Regions from separate parts of the Mus musculus genome. Here regions 1 and 3 are each linked to region 2. The links are chromatin contacts, called in public Micro-C and promoter capture Hi-C maps. All regions are on one chromosome and are shown on one strand. The core of a region is the stretch at or near the end of the contact, and the rest is flanking DNA. Distances in the headings are between cores, read along the strand shown.

Region 1 (3,431 bases), core at 803-3,302, 3.5 Mb after region 2:
AGGACTCTTAGGGCGCTCTGGGCCAGGCTTTCCAACTTGCCGGGCCTGACCTGTCAGGCGGATTATCTTCGAGGGAGATTAATAGGGGAGGCGGGCTGCAATAATAATCGTTTTGTTTGATGTGACAACTCTGATAGGCGTTGATTTACTTACAAACTGATAGGCTTTTAATTGAGCGCCTCCGCCGAGCCAGAGATGAAAGGGAAGCGGTGGTGAAAGGCGGCCCGCCTGCCCTCCGGCCTCAATACTGATTAGCCATCTCGACAGTGAATAGTTCAAGGCATTTTCAAACTTTTTTCCTCGGCTCTCTTCCCTTCCGCCTTCTTCCCTCCACCTCCTCCTCAAATATCTGCCATGCCCACACCCTTTTTTTTTTTTTTTTTTTTTTTTTAGAAAACAAATCATGTCCATTGTGTGCAAATAAAATCCGCAGGACGTCCATGCCAACCACCTCTGAGGGTTGGAAGCATTAGGCCTAGCCTGAAGTAATTAATAACAATATATCCCCCCACACCCCCTCCAACTTCCACAGCTTACTCGGCCTTCAGAGATTTGGCCTCCCTTGAGAGGTGCGCAGGCTCAGATGCTGGTGCCTCCCCAAAGCCCGGGGAACGCAGACCCCCAGGCGCCCCCGTGCGCTCCGACCTTCGGAGTTGAGTTTTAACGCGGCAGTCGGAGCTCACGGAGCCCGGCGGCGCACACCGGTGAGCGCATGTAATCTACGTGGGACGAGAGCCATTCCACGATTCTACCAGTCTTGAAGAGCTGGGGTGGCCTCCCTTGAACTGCCCAGCGCAATGAGAAAACTACTGGAATTGGAGGAAAAGAGACAAACTGAGCCTAGAAACTGAACCCCCGGAGCGAAGAGGACACCCTAGGCCCGCGCTTGCTCCTGCTCTCCTCAGTTCTGTCCACAGCGTCAACTCTCACTCTCCAGGCCTATGAAAGAGGCCAATATGGCAGGTGGCCCAAGGCCTAGCTTCCTATGCTAGGACCACAGGAGCTGACCAGAGGGTGACACCTTTAGAGCCATACAGTGGGAGACACCGGCAGGCACTAACACCCCGCAGGCTGCAAGCAGCTTCAGAGACCTTACCCGGCAGAGTTTGGGGTTGCCATTCTGCCAAAACGTAAGCTGGACTTCTTACTCCAGAGATCATTCAGGCACCTTCACAAAGGTGCCTGTGATCTTGCCATAGTCTCACAAATTTACCTTTCTCAATTGTCGCAGGAGGATCACAAACAGCCAATGTTCTTAACACACACACACACACACACACACACACACACACACACACCAGCCCCAGCCGCTCTTCTTTCCAAATTACCATTAATCGAGTTACCATCCCATTAACTTTGCCAACCTAAGGAATCAAGGAATAAAATCAAAACTCTGTGAAAGAATACTTACGAGAAAATTATATAACTCACCCCCACCCCAGAAAGTTCTCGTTATCCGCGTGGACAGAAACAGAAGGGAAGGGGGACTGGGATGGTAGGAAAGAAATAGGCTGGCAAACAGAAGGAAAAGTCCCCTGAGCGTGCCCGGTTCAGCTCAGGGTGCGCGGTGGTCCGAACCCGGTCTCCAGGCTGGGCCCCCGCCCCTGCGCAGGGCGCAGATCGGCTCCTGGCTCCCAGCTCTCCCAGCCCCACCATTTATCAAAAGGACTTGACAACAAAAGAAGAGCTCTGCGGAAAAGTGGGGGGAGGGGAAATTCAAAGTCTCCCAAGTCCCTCCGAGCAAGGGGGTGTGTCCTCTTCTCACCCCCTTCTACTTTCTACGAGTTTCTGGGAGTAACCCCGGAGCGGACGTTATGGAAGTCGCCCAGCGGCACAGGAGTGCATACGCACTGTGCACCCAGATCCAGGTACAAGTCAGCATGCACAGCGCCTCCCCTCTTCTTTCCAAACAGCCCGAGCGACGGCGCAAATCGAGGGGAACGCCGAAGTCCCGCTCCGCTTCCCTGGAAGAACCGGTTTCCACAGGCAGCCGCCCCTCCCTCTCGCGTTCCTTCCCTCTCCTCTCCCCGCATAGGTCAGTCCTGTCTGGATGGTCTACATCATGCCGTCCAGCAGCCCGATTAAGTCCCGGCTCCCAGGACTGTCGGGATGGCCAGCGGAGGGTAGTGGCGAAGGACCCGGGAGAGGAGGAGAGCGAGCCTGAGACCTGTTTGCCTATGCACATGGTCAGGCCTCTTCTCTTGAGCTATTCAACTCTCGCTACGAACACGGGTCACAGAATTAAGGAGGTTTATTCTACAAGTAACCTCCAGAACTCGGGCTATATTTGATGGCATGGCTCTTTGGAAAGAAATTCCCGAGTCTGGGGTGGGAACACTACCGAGGTCGACAACTGGACATCCTCAAGTTACATTCCCGGGAGGGATTATGCCAGAGAGGCGGGAAACCTCCGCGTTAGACGTCGCCTCCAGCGTCGTTCTTAGGTACTCAGCAGACCCGAACTGGGCGACCCGGATTGACCGAAGCACCCAAAGGTAGAAGGTGTGTCTGTCTCCACAACCCCAAGAGGGAGTGAGCACATCCCAGGCCGGTGCTCCAGACTAGGAGTCCTGGGTGCACCTGCGCACTTTACTCTCACTATTTCATTTTCCTGACTGTGGACGCCCCTTTCCCCTCTTTCTTTTTCTTACACACCCTCCACACACACAAACACACACACAGGTGCCAGGAGGCTGCTGCTCTTTCCCCCTCCTTCAGTTTCTTCTCGGTCTCTTCCTTCCTCTGTCTCACTCTAGGTCTCTCTTTTTCCCTTCAAGTCTCACCCGCCTTGTAATCAGCAACAAAAGCTGACATAAATCACGGGCAGATTGACAAGAGCTGACAAATAACTGATTGATTGCGGTCGAGGCACATTGACAATTGATGGAGGGGTGGAGATGCCCAGAGAAACAGGGGGTGCGGGGGGGGGGGAGAGTAGCAAGACGAAAGCAAGAATGGGGGGGGGGCTGAAGTGTGAAACAGGGGAAACATGTGACCCCCCGCTCAAGCCCCAATCTGAGCGTCCTTCGGTGTCACGTGACCGGGAAGGGCGGAGAGCCCGGCGCACGTCGCGAGGACGAGCAGCCACCGCCTCCGTTGCCCTTCTAGCTTCTGGTTTCTCTGCTGCTGAACCTCTGGAAATCCAAGCGGGCGGGCAGACTTTCTGCAGCATCGACTTTCCTTACCCGGGTGGCCGCGCCACGCAAAATCTTAATTTCTGAAAAGATTTTTTTTGTATACAGGCTCCCACTCATCCCTGGAGTTGACTGTTCAGCAGGTATCCACATTACCGCCTGCGTTTCTTCTCCCGAAGTCTGTTAACACTCCCTCCCTCCAAAGGTTTCAGTTTGTTTTCCTGCTGGGAAAACGAAGAACGACGAAGAGAAAAAAGAAGGAAGGCGGTAGATGACAAACGTAGAATAAATGTCCAT
Region 2 (3,440 bases), core at 826-3,325:
CCTCATGTCAGGGCATTGGAAAAGCAGTCAGGGGAAAGGGGAAGGGGGAGAGCGTGGGGGAAGGAGCCGCGGGAAGGAGGGCGGGAGAACGCGAGCAAGCAATCCAGGCGGGCAGGCTCAGAGCCCCAGTTACTCTTAGCACTGCCAGCCCAAGAAGCTGCAGTTCCCGGGGGAGACGTTGACCGAGGTCTCGGCATCGAAGCAGAGATCTGGCCGCCGGGCCTTCCAGGGCTCCCGGGTCGGGTGCCGGGATGCCCGGCTCCTTGAGCCCGGGCTGTGGGAGAGGCCCTTCACCCTGCTCCGGGCTGGAGGCACAAGGTGGAACTGTAAACCAGAGAAAGGAAAAGTTTTCGGCAGGTAGAGGGAAGGGCAGAGTAGCCGCGGCGATCCGCTGTCCCCGGGGGAGGGTGGGGGGCCCAAGCCCGCAGTCCTGGCGCGCTCCTGTCCGCTAGCCCTCCCGCCCGGGTTGTTTACATTCCTGGAGTGTCTTTTAAACCGGAGGCTGTGGCCGGCTCCTGGCCTTCTCCCGCGGCTTCGGGGCAGTCTCCCGTGAAAATCTGCTGGCGCACAATGGCCGGGAGAGGAGGCCGCCCCTCTCCCGCGCCCCCACCGCTCCAGGGCGGGGAGCCTGCCCTCTGCACCGCGCCCTCTCCCCGCCTGGCCAGCTTCCTGGACAGATGTCTCCGGCCAGGGGGCGACGCGCTCCCGCAGCCTGCACCGCGACACCGAGGCCGTGCTCCCCACTGTTTTCTCCCTGGCCCTGACGCCAGGAATGTGAAACAAGCTTTCTGAGCTTCCCTCCCACAATCCGGACCGAGCTTCAGCTCCGGCCCGGCCCCTCAATCTCCTCCCGGGTCGGCCTCCCACTCCCCCGGGGCCACCGCCGCCGGAGACAGAGAGGAAGAAAGAACACGGGGAAATTACTTTCGTATTTGCAACGCGCGCGCACACACACACAGACACATCTTCCCCTTGGGCTCGCCTCCCGACTGGGGCAGCCCCGGCCAGGCGTTGGCCTGAAAGCCCCTTCGGCTTCCGAAGCCCGAACGAGAAGCCTCGACACATCTCTTCAACGTGTCCTGCTTCAGCCACGCGCCGCGTTTCCCTGGGCTATTCTCCCCCCAAAACAACTTAACCGCGCCCCCATCTCCCATGTACAAAAGTGTGTTCTCCATAGAAATTCGGAGGCACAACTTAACACCACCAACCCTTGCCACCCTAGAATCCAGCGCCTTCCCGGAGGTTCTCCTACGCACACAGGAGCACAACTTCACATCTTTCCAAAAGAGGCAAGGGAGAAGCAGCCAGTCCTTCCCGGGTCCTCTCCTCCCTCCTCCGAATCCGTATCCCGGCTGGCTCCCGACTGATCGGAGCGACGGCTGGGAGGCGCGCCGGCAGGAGGCGGGCACCGAGTCCGAGCGCACAACCGCACCGGCGCCCCGTACACCCGAAGAACCCCGGGTCCCCGCGCTCATCCGGAGCCGCTCTACACAAGCTGGGCGCTCGCTGGTGGCCAGAGCCTCCGCCCCCGGCGGCCAGAGCAGCGGGCCGAGCCTGCACGGCTGGCTTCTTTCGCCCGGCCAGAGCTAAACCTTTAAGAGGAAAGCCCTAGTATAGTACACGGCGCTCGCACCCCGATGATCCGCCGGGAGCGGGTGGAAGCCTCGGTGTTAACGGGCGCTTGGCTCTGTCCCCAAACTTACCGGGCGCTGCGAGCACCACTGCCACCGCTGGAGGACGCGCCGCCGCCACCGCCGTGTAGGGCAGGCTGGAGCCGGGAGGAGCGCAGCGAGAGCGCGGAAATCCACTCGGCTCCGACTCCGGCTCCGGCTCCTCACCGGCCGGGGCTAGGGTCAGCGCGCTGCGCGGGCGCTGCTCGCTTGCTCTGCAGCCGGATCGCTGCTCGCCCGGCCGGCAGCTTGCTCTCCCGGGCGCCCGCCGCCGCCGCCGCTCGCTTTTTTAATGTCCACAGACAGTGAAAAGGAACTCGGCGTTAGGGGGTGAGTAAGTGAATCAACTCGCCCGGAGCCGAGCAAGTTGAAGTGTCAGATTACATTGGCTATTCTATTTCCAAAGGGCCCCGCGCCGCCGGCCTCCCGCAAAAGCCGGCACGGAGTCACGGCGGGAGCGGAGTGCCGCGCCTCCGGCGCGCAGCTCTGCTTGCCTTGGTTCGCTCTCCATCTGCGCGCTCGCTGCGCTCTCCTTTTCTCTTTTCCTTTCCTTTCCGCCTCTCTCCTTTCCCTTCTTTTCCTCCCTTTCTTCTCCGTTCCCAGGTCTCAGCTCTTTTCCGAACCCTGTTAGGCACCGCGCCACCCTCACCCTCCTCTGCTGCTCGTTCACTCTCGTCCCTCTTCTCGCCTCCCTTCGCTGCTCTTTAACGCCCCCCTCTCCGCATCCCATAAGTTTGGAGCGGAGAGACTGATGTGCCTAGGAAGGGATCACATTGGTAGGAGCAAAATTACTTCCAGAAGGCGTACCCCGCTTCCTACTGGTCCCCTGCAGGAGTGCACTGAGACCTCAGGTGCTGTCAGCTATCTGAATTGGGGTGACTGGATTGCTAATGAGACACTGTGTGCGAAACTTCCATGTAGATTTTGGGATTATTCCTAAAACAGGGTGAGAGAGGGTGAGAGGACCCTAACCTTCACTACCACCGGTGACGCAGGGGAGACTAAAGTGCGCCTCCATTGACATCTTGAGAAAGAGCGAGAGGTGCAGCGAGAACCATAAATACCCACTACTACTTGAAGTTAAGAGCAAGGACGCCTTAGTGCCTGGTAGGGAGCGCCTGGGGCGCTGAGAGCCGAGCGCTCCCGCTTTGCAGAGGTGGAAATAACCCAACCAAGCCCACAGCCCAGGGCTGGGCTCCACTCCTACAGTGGCGAAGAGCACTCACGAAGCAGTTAGGTGCGCTCACTTGCGGAGGTTCCCCTCACAGACCGGCCCCCAAGTGTATCCAAGTGCGCACTCCCTTTGGCTCTTGTCCATTACCACTCACACAGAAACTCCTACACAAACGGCAAACGGGTTTGCGCCTACCTTACAGCATGGCACGCATACTTCTCATAGCACGCATGACCCCCTCCACACACTTGTACACACACTTTCCATCCCAGTTATGCCCGTGCACCTGGAGTCATACAATTGAACACACAAATATAGTGTACACCACCCCCGGTACGTTTAAAAACAAAACAAAACACGAGGCATTCCCCCGTGCACTACCTCTCACATTCGCGTACACATACCACACATGTTCCCCTTACTCTTCCACATCCCTTCCTCAACCCCACCCGCCTCTCGATTAGAGGTAATGTAGTCCTAAAGACAACAAGCGTCTAGGCTGGACCCGCGCGCGCGCGCGCGCGCGCACGCGCTCCCCTTCAGGACAGGCGGGGGAGGCTTGGGTCTGAGCCCGCTAGGGACTCCAGGTGTGGCGA
Region 3 (3,223 bases), core at 649-3,148, 3.0 Mb before region 2:
AATTAAATCTGGCTAGGTGTGCTAATATCGTCAAGACAGCAGATGCTGAGGAGGTACGACCTCATCACCCGACCCAAGTTATTTCCCAGGAGCGAATTGTTCATTTAAAGTGAGACCACGGAGCTGTGGCTCGGACAGGGCATAGAGGGTAAAACAGGGCCTTAGAAGCACCGGGGTTTAAAACCCTTTCTTTGAAGAAAGAACGTTGTTTGCTTTTAGGAAACAGCTTCGTACCGATCTTCACCTTACTCCCTACTAGAAAGCTGGAAATGAGAGGTATGAAGTATAAATGGAAATTGTTATCGAGGCGTGGAGGATAACCGAAGGAAAAGTTGTTTGGAAAATTGCTAGTTATATTTCAAGACGAAACGTTAACTTTTTTGTAAAAGTGAACTCTCGGTGACCCTCAGAGTGTGTGACTCGGCTTTAACATACAACTGACAATTAAAACAAACACGAGTTCACAAACTAACCCCCGCCCGATCTCGAAACGCAGAGGCCCTAGAGTCTCCAAAGCACTAGGTTGACTCCGCTCAGGGGGCAGGATTAAAGCCACTAGGACCACTACTCCCCGCCCCCAATGCTGCAGTAAAGGACCTGAGCTCACCCAGAGGCCGCTAATAAAGCTAATAACGCGACCCTGCTCCCCGCGCGGGGTGCGCTCTGGCCCCCCGCCAGGCACTCTTAAAGGCACAGGGGCCGGGAACGCTCGGGTTACTCGACCTGGAGAGCCGGGAACTGGGCCCTGATCGGAGGTTGGGGGTGGGGTGTGCGTTGCTCTAGGGTAGGTGGCCCCTAGTTTCCTTAGTCTCGCAGCCGTTTCTCCTAACACAGTCCTCATCCGGCCTCAGAGCTTCAGCCACACAATCTCCGCGTGCCGGTGAAATGAGCGTTTGATATATACTTGATGAATCGAATCATTATCCAGTCACTGAAATACACGTAGTAAAACTACACTCCAGTTCTCGAGGTAAAAAGGCGCGCCGCCTGTGACCCGAACTGTCTTTCCTGCCCTCGCTCTTCTCCATAGTTGAAAAGGTTTGAAGAATAGCCGGTGCAAAAAGTCTCCAAGGACGCAGAGGCAGTGTCCCCAGGGTAAGGGACGAAAAGATAGGAGTCCCTGCCGGCGATATTGGAGTTTAGCTTTCTCCAGGCAGTTAGAGAAATGGAGAGGATAGGGATAGATTGAAAGAGTTCAGTTAACTTTGAAAAGGGGGGGAAAAAGTAGGGAGCGTCCGTGCGCACAGAACACTTACCTTCATGGCGAGGGGGAGGGGGCACGGAGAGGAAGTCGCCACCCGAGCGAAGGCGGCCGAGGAATTCAAGCGAAGCGTCGGGGTTAAGCCTTGGGGGACAATCCAAAGCAGGGCTGCGGAGTCCTCCTGGGCGCGTCGGGTGGGCGCAGCGACCCGGAGCGGAAGCGAGCACTGGCGCCCGGACTCGGGCAGAGGAGTTGGTATAGCGTGGAAATGTGCCCAGGAACCGAGAGGGCGCCGGCGCGCGCGGGCGAGCAGCAAGCGCAGGGCCGAGCGGGGACACAGTGCAGGAGCCGCGGGTCCGACGAGGGCGCGCAGGCGACTGTTCCGCGGCGAGGCGCTCCCTCTCTAACGTCCATCAGCGACGGCGGTAATTAGGGCTTTCCAACCCCAAATGTGGGCGTGATTGTGCAAAAGACTTTACAACAAATAATAAAAAAAATTCTTCACAAGAAGGTGAAAAAAAATGCCCCACTACTCAACTGTGGCCCGAGGCGGGGAAGGAGGGGGGGCAATCCCTGTGCCCAAGATGCCCCCAGTTCATTCACACCACGAATTCTGCAGACTCCAGGCGGCTCACGCCTCCTGATTGTCAGCTCCTCCTCTCTGGGTCTGTGGCCGAAACGTCTGCTTCCAGGGACTGCTCCTGCAGCTGAGTTAGCTAGTGAACCTCTGTGTACACACAGACACACACCCAAACACACACACATACACACACACAAACGCACACACACGCAGACACAGAGACACGCGCTCACACACACACACAGACACACACACACACACACAGAGCAGCAGCAGCGGCGGCGGCTATGGGACCACAGAACAATCAGGCACGCATGGTTTTTTCTCCGGGAGATGCCGCTGAAATCGCACAAGTCGCCATCAGAGCTGCAAGAGTCAGCGCCAAATTTTGTCCTTTCATTTTAGAGTCTGGCAAAAACCAGGCGCAAAGAAAATGGGTTCAAGGCAGCCCTGAACTTTCTGCCGCTTGGTGGCTTGAGCGGTTGATGGACAGCTAGCCTGTGGGGGAACGTTGGCTTCCCCCTTCTGGTCCCCTTCTTTCTTTCTTCCTTTCTTCGGGTTAACCTTCTTCTTTCCACCCCCCCGCCTTTCCAGAGAGAACAGAGCGAGAGGACGGAGGGCGCAGAGCTCCGCGGTGGCGACTCAACTCCAGAGGTCCATGGCGGCCGAGGCTGCCCACCTCCTCGGTCGCGGCCGGGGTCCGAGGGGCGGTCGTGGGGCCCGGCGGAGGCCGCGGAAGGAGATGGCAATGCAGCGGCCGCACAATCCGGACTCCGGACGGCGGAGGCGGTGCCTCGGAGCCTGCAGCAACTTTCCAAGCGATGCGGTGCCCCACAGACTGACTGGCCCAGCGAGGGGACCGCGTGCCCCCCACCCCCGGCCCTCCTGACCAGCTCCCTCACTTTCGCCCTCCCTCTCTCCAGACTCCTCTTTCCCTTGGTGTTCTCAGCGAAAAAAAAATATTTTTAAAGTTGCAGAACCAAACACGGCTGGAGAGGCAAAGGGGGGTGGGGGGGGGAGAGAAAAAAAAAGTCAACTTTGCCTATGCGCATGCGTGATGAGGCTGTCCTATGACAAACTTCTCAGGATTTTAAAGCTGTACTACGGGACAGGGTGCCTGGAGGCGGGGTACGCTCCCCCTTGGGCCCCCTCCTCAAGGCTCCCCATCCCCCAGGCATCTGTATAACGAGGTTCATTTCACTGCTGTTGCCTGCCTGCCTCCTGATCGGCTCAGCTTCTTCCAAAGCCGTCGACCCGTTTGGGGGTCTGAACCTCAACTTTCCGATCCGGACCCCTTGGCTCAACTGTCCCCAACTGCATTTACTGGCACCTCTACAGAAAGGACCTCACTGACATGGATCCTGGTTGGGTTGGGATGTCTCCTTGCGCCCTGGGCTTAAAGCCCGGGCTTGGAGGGTAGAGTGGGCTCGTGCATCTTGCAA

What was found. Promoter capture Hi-C pulls out the DNA fragments that hold promoters and counts their contacts. Hi-C and Micro-C count contacts between places; a contact is called where the count stands out from the background.
Region 1: a contact with region 2 is called in a promoter capture Hi-C map of embryonic stem cells, with 12 read pairs. The contact joins the promoter of A330001L22Rik here to the promoter of Zmiz1 in region 2. A contact is called at or near these places in 2 of 39 promoter capture datasets (both in embryonic stem cells), 16 of 484 Hi-C or Micro-C datasets (embryonic stem cells and stem cell-derived epiblast-like cells) and 2 of 115 datasets of contacts at active chromatin or transcription factors (both in embryonic stem cells).
Region 3: a Micro-C map of embryonic stem cells shows a contact between it and region 2, with 8 times the contacts expected there. The contact joins the promoter of Wnt5a here to the promoter of Zmiz1 in region 2. A contact is called at or near these places in 1 of 39 promoter capture datasets (embryonic stem cells) and 6 of 484 Hi-C or Micro-C datasets (all in embryonic stem cells).

Annotation. Positions count from the first base shown.
Region 1 is chr14:21,988,096-21,991,526 of GRCm38.p6, reverse strand. It overlaps A330001L22Rik (a long non-coding RNA gene), which reads right to left and starts at 2,052. Exons shown (of 2, transcript XR_001781181.2): 1 at 1-2,052. It overlaps Zfp503 (zinc finger protein 503), which reads left to right and starts at 1,926. Exons shown (of 3, transcript NM_145459.3): 1 at 1,926-2,502; 2 at 3,243-3,431.
Region 2 is chr14:25,457,820-25,461,259 of GRCm38.p6, reverse strand. Zmiz1 (zinc finger, MIZ-type containing 1) reads right to left here and starts at 2,075. Exons shown (of 24, transcript NM_001310666.1): 1 at 1,704-2,075.
Region 3 is chr14:28,504,148-28,507,370 of GRCm38.p6, reverse strand. Wnt5a (wingless-type MMTV integration site family, member 5A) reads right to left here and starts at 1,898. Exons shown (of 5, transcript NM_009524.4): 1 at 1,257-1,898. The coding sequence starts at 1,262.